2 separate regions of the Mus musculus genome follow, and region 1 is linked to region 2. A link is a contact called in public ChIA-PET data. All regions are on one chromosome and are shown on one strand. Each heading gives the region's core, a stretch centred on a gene start, on an enhancer-like site or on the middle of the called end of the contact. The rest is flanking DNA. Distances are from core to core; before and after follow the strand shown.

Evidence for each region. ChIA-PET counts read pairs in DNA pulled down with a chosen protein or histone mark.
Region 1: an RNA polymerase II ChIA-PET map of memory CD8 T cells shows a contact between it and region 2, with 148 read pairs. The contact joins the enhancer-like site here to the promoter of Ccdc74a in region 2. A contact is called at or near these places in 1 of 39 promoter capture datasets (cranial neural crest), 7 of 484 Hi-C or Micro-C datasets (conventional type 1 dendritic cells, cortical neurons, embryonic fibroblasts and 4 more), 6 of 115 datasets of contacts at active chromatin or transcription factors (astrocytes, bone marrow-derived dendritic cells, embryonic stem cells and 1 more) and 4 of 9 other capture datasets (adipose tissue, embryonic stem cells, liver and 1 more).

What each region holds. Positions count from the first base shown.
Region 1 is chr16:17,693,652-17,696,351 of GRCm38.p6, reverse strand. All of the region lies in intron 2 of Med15 (mediator complex subunit 15), which reads left to right. Among named protein-coding and RNA genes, the nearest start is that of Med15, 28 kb to the left of the region's middle. Within about 2 kb of position 1,426, at least 14 of the 459 cell types and tissues checked have an H3K27ac peak or open chromatin away from gene starts, as enhancers often do. A contact at or near this core is called in memory CD8 T cells, where this site is marked.
Region 2 is chr16:17,645,082-17,647,781 of GRCm38.p6, reverse strand. Ccdc74a (coiled-coil domain containing 74A) reads right to left here and starts at 1,312. Exons shown (of 8, transcript NM_001166164.1): 1 at 999-1,312; 2 at 130-174. The coding sequence starts at 1,257.

The DNA.
Region 1 (2,700 bases), core at 177-2,676, 48 kb before region 2:
AGGTATATAGTTCAATCATGCAGGGTAGAGTTAGAGACTTTACACAAGTTTGTAGGCATTAGCAGTCACACTCCATTTCCTGGCCACCAGCAGATACTCACCTACTTTATTGCAGTGGGCTTTCCCACCTGAAGTTGCTTTATCAGCATAGTCAGCATGACTTGGGTTTTTTGTAACTTACTTTTTTCACATAGCACAATCTTATCAGGGTTCATACATTGACCATGTTGTAGTGCATACCTGATTCTTTTTTCTTCTTTTCAAGCCAAGATTTCATGGTGTAGACTAGACTAGACTGGCCTCAACAGAGATCACCTACTTCTATATTAAAAAGGCATGTGCCGCTGTGACCATCCCTGATCTCTCTCTTTGTTGAGTCATATTTCATCTTGGATGGCTGTATCATTTTCTGTATATTGATGAATCAGACTTCATTTGAGTGGTTTTCATTTTAGAGCTATCATGAAAAATGACTTATTTTAAATACTCATGTACTAGGGGGTGTTGTTGTTTTTGTCTTGAGACAGGATTTCTCTGTGTAGCCCAGGTTGTTCTGGAACTCATTCTGTAGACCAGGCTGTCCTCAAATTCGGAGATCTGCCTGCCTCTGCCTCCTGAGTGCTGGGATTAAAGGAATGTGCTACCACCACCCAGCTTCATCTACTAGTTTTTTTTTTTTCCATTTTTTATTAGGTATTTAGCTCATTTACATTTCCAATGCTATACCAAAAGTCCCCCATACCCACCCACCCCCACTCCCCTACCCACCCACTCCCCCTTTTTGGCCCTGGCGTTCCCCTGTACTGGGGCATACAAAGTTTGCGTGTCCAATGGGCCTCTCTTTCCAGTGATGGCCGATTAGGCCATCTTTTGATACATATGCAGCTAGAGTCAAGAGCTCCGGGGTACTGGTTAGTTCATAATGTTGTTCCACCTATAGGGTTGTCTACTAGTTTTTTGTTTGTTTGTTTGTTTGTCTGTTGATTTGAAGACTTCTTTCATTTCTCTTAGGAAAACAAAAACTCTGTACATACTTGGGGCTCACGTTTCTAAACTGTTTTCTCGAGTAGCTGTGTTGTGCCAGTTCACAAGCCCCAAAAGACCACAAAGGAGCTGATACTGATGCAGTCTAACTAGGGTCTCTTTTATTCAAGCTTGGCTCACTCACCACCAACCCTGACACAGCAGGATGGTCGAGTGCAGCCCCGAGCCCTCAGTGGGACAAGGTTTTATAGGAAATGGTGAGCTAAGAGGGGATTTTAGCCCGGCAAGCATCTAGTTGAATGACTGCTGTAAGACTACTGTAATGACTACTGTGGGTGCTCTGAAGCAAAACCACAAACAATCACAAAAGGTCTGAAAGGACATCTCAGACAATCAGAGTAATCTTGATTGGCTGTTGCTAGGAAGTAGCTAGGGGGTAACTCTGGGGTATGGGGCAAGGACAAGCCATGGGGTTCTTCCTGGTACTTGGGTGCAGCTTGGGTTCAGCTGCAGGTCAAGTTCTCAGGCTCTTCTTTTTTTTTTTTTAAAGATAGAGGCCAGTCCCAAGATTGAGTAGGTTTGTCCTCTAAGCTGTGTGTCATCTACCAGCCACATAAGGCTCTGTTGCCCCCAACAATCACCAATGTCTTTGCTATGTCCGTGTGTGAGAAGTGGTCACCAGTGCTTCTGATTGCTGTTTGTCTTCGTAGTGATGATGTCACACGTCTCTGTAGTGCTTTTGAGCCATCTGTAAACATTCTGTGGAAAAATGTCCATGTTTATCTTTTGGTCTTCTTTTAATTGACTTGTTGATCTTTTTAGTAGTTTTTTTTTTAAAGATTTATTTAGTTATTTATTTTATGTATATGGGTACACTGTAACTGAACAGATGGTTGTGAGCCTTCATGTGGTTGTTGGGGATTGAATTTTTAGGACCTCTGCTTGCTCTGGTTGGACCCACTTGCTCCAGACACACCAGAAGAGGGTGTCAGATCTCATTATGGGTGGTTGTGAACCACCATGTGGTTGCTGGGATTTGAACTCAGGATCTTCAGAAGAGCAGTCAGTGCTCTTACCCACTGAGCCATCTTGCCAGCCCTAGTAGTTTTTTATATATTTGGATACCTAGATCATTTAATTTGCAAATATCTCAGAGATGGAATATTTTATTGTTGAGGTCTATGGTGGTGGTGGGGGAGGGGGAGGGGGAGGGAGGGAGGTTACTGCTCTTGCCAGGTACTTGGGCAAAGTACTTTATCACTGAGGTATATCCACAGCCCTATTATGACCTTTCTTTTATTTTTGAAATATGGTTTCTCATATACCCCTCATTGTCTTGGAACTTGCTAGAGCAAGCTGACCTCAAACTTCCAGAAATTTGTTTGCTTGTCTCCTGAGTGCTGGGATTAAAGTCATACACTACAGTGAAAGGAATTTTGGTAAAGACGTAATTGAAGTCGGGTGTAATGGTGCACACCTTTAATCTTAGCACTTGGAGGCAGAGGCAGCTGGGTTTCTGTGAGTTTGGGGCCCATTTGGACTACATAGTGAGTTCTAAGACAGCTGGAGCTACATACATAATGAGACGCTGTATGTGCTGGGGCTGCGAGGTGGGGGTGGGGACAGATAGACAGGACCAGATGACAACAACAAAAACCTGACTTGAATCATTTATTTCCAAAATGTAAATTTTGTTGGTTCAGCTTGCTTATACCA
Region 2 (2,700 bases), core at 63-2,562:
GCAAACAAGCAAGCTGTGGCTGGGGAAAGGGCCACCTGTCCAAGTGCCCAGAACTGGTCTCCTCTGGGTTAGCATGCAGGGCTCCCTGCTGCCAGATAGGCTTGAGTGATAACTCCCTGCAAGTCCTACCTTTTTTCTGAGGCTTCTCATTCATGATTAGCTTGTAGTGGAGATCTGAAAGCAAACAAATACTCCTTATCACACTTAAAATCTACAGCCACTGGGAGCACAAATGTGGCCTGCTCTTTGGGTCCCACCAGCTTTTTCCACCAACCCTTTACCTCAGGCATCTCAGACCAGAAATGCCTCTAGCTGATCCCTGTCATCCCCAACACCTGCAAGGTGCCCATCCACTAGGCCAGGCAGGGGCAGGGCTGCAGGGCTGCTGAAGTGAGACAGGATGGCTGGCTAGCCTTCCAGGAGCCCCTGGCAATGGTAAGGTAAGTGGGGTGTGGCATGGGGCTGGTCAGTCAGACATGGGGTGAGTCTCAAGCAGAGCCCTAATGTAATAAGATGCCCAGGTAAAGACAACACCAGAAAGAGGGAGAAACCCGAGGCACAGGGCATGGAGTGGGGGGAAGCAGAGGAACCCTAGCTGAGCTGTAGACAGTGAAAAGCAGTTATGTCACAGGGTGGCCTGAAGTTCTGAGTAGGCCAAGCCTTGGGGGTGGGGGTCGGGGGTGGGGTGGAGCAGCATCCTGGCAATCCCTGCCCAAAATCTGGATGTGCTTAGTTGGTGACCCATTTACTGGAATTTGCTGTGTGCTGTTTAACTTCGGCAACAGTTTTAAATAATGAGCCGGACTACACCCTGCCCTGCACAGAGTGCACAGGAGGGTCAGCGTTCATTTGGGCTGGTGGGCACAGGAGGACTGAGCCTATCGGCAGGCCCTACCGAAGAGAAGCCTCCCGCATCCTTCCCCGCACCCGGAGACTGTTAAGAGTTGATGGCCGTGACCTTCAGGTTGTAAATGCTGGGCCAGCACCCAGAGGCTCACCCTTATTCTCCCGCTTCAGGTGCTCGATCTCCTCGTGGAGTTTGACTAGCGTCTCCGAGTGCTGCTGCTGTAGGAACTGCAGGCTCTTTTCCAGGTCCAGGATCCGCTTCTGTGCTTCGCTGAACCCGAGCGGAGGCGGCTGCGTCCCCGCGTGCTGCAGGCCGGCGGGAGGGCGCGGGCGTAGGCGGGCCGCGCCCCGGGAGCCTGGGGCCGCGGAGCTGAGGGGCCGAGCCCCGGCCGCCAGCCCGGCCCCGCTCATGAAGGCGTCGCCGCCGCTCAGTACTGGCTGCTGGAGCCTGGCACTCGGTCGCCTTGGGAACCGGCGCGCCGGAGAGGGCGGGGCGCGCCGCGGGGCGGGGCCTGCGGCCGCGTTCCGCAAAAACCAAGGCGCCAGACTCTTGAACTGGTCCGGAACAGTAGTTCTTATGAGTGCTGTGTGCGGTGCGTGTGCCTGTGGAGACCAGCACTCGACGTCCGGTCTCATTCCCCACCTCATAGATTTTGAGAAGAGGTCTGTCTCGTCTTGTGACTAGCTGGGCTGGCCCGTGAACCCCAGGATCTTCCCATTTCCCCGGCTTCCAGCGCTTAAGATCCCGGGTGTGCGCCTTCCCTCCCCACTTCTCATGTGGGTGCTAGGGACCCGAATTTAGACCCGAATTTCTCCTGCTTGGGCAGAAACCACTATACCTTCTGAGCCATCACCCTAGCCCCGCTTGTACTTTTGAACCAGGGTCTCACTCTGTAGTGCAAACTAGCTTGGAATTCATTGTGTAAAACCGGGATTATAGATGTATGCCAAAGCACTGGCTTTTTTGTTTTTGTTTTTCGAGACAGGGTTTCTCTGTATAGCCCTGGCTGTCCTGGAACTCACTTTGTAGACCAGGTTGGCCTCGAACTCAGAAATCCGCCTGCCTCTGCCTCCCCAGTGCTGGGATTAAAGGCGTGCGCCACCACCGCCCGTCGCACTGGCTTTTAAAGTGGGTCTTAGTCTTTCATTTTAATAGCTCACATTTTTGGATACATAGTAATAGTTTCACAAATCTTCCAACACTCACTGAATCTTTGTGTATAAATAGAGCTGTCTGAACCAACACAAGAGAACCGGCCAGCCCACTTCTTTAATTCCAGCAAATGGGAGACAGAGGCAGGTGGATCTTCCAGAGTTCCGAAGTCTGCCATAGTGAGTTCCCGGAACAGTCAGAGCTACACAGTGAGAACCTGTCTTCAAGAAAACAAAAGTCCAGTGCTTGCCTTTACCTAGAGAACCCAGCCAGCAGGATCAAAAACAAGAAAGTCCTGGCTTTCTAGACTTTAGTTTTTTTTTTTTTTTCATTTATGCGTACCCGTATGAGTATATTCTGTGGGTGTGCATGTGTGAGCATTGAGCCCCGGAGCTGGAATTACAGGCAGCCTTGGGTGTCTGCTGGAAACCAAACTCAGGTTTTCTGGAAGAGCAGGAAGCTCTCTTTCTTAACTGCTGGCTCATCTCTTATCCACGTGAAAACTAGGCCACTTACTTTTTATGACATGGTAGATTTGTTTGTTTGAGACATAGTTTAGCTACATAGGCCAGGCTGACTTCAAACTCAGAGATCTGCCTCTGCCTCCTTTCTGAATCCTAAGATTAATGCCTGGTTTGGAAACTTAATTTCTAAGAGAAGGCTATGCAAAAGTCACCTCCCAATGGGTCAGTGTTTGACAC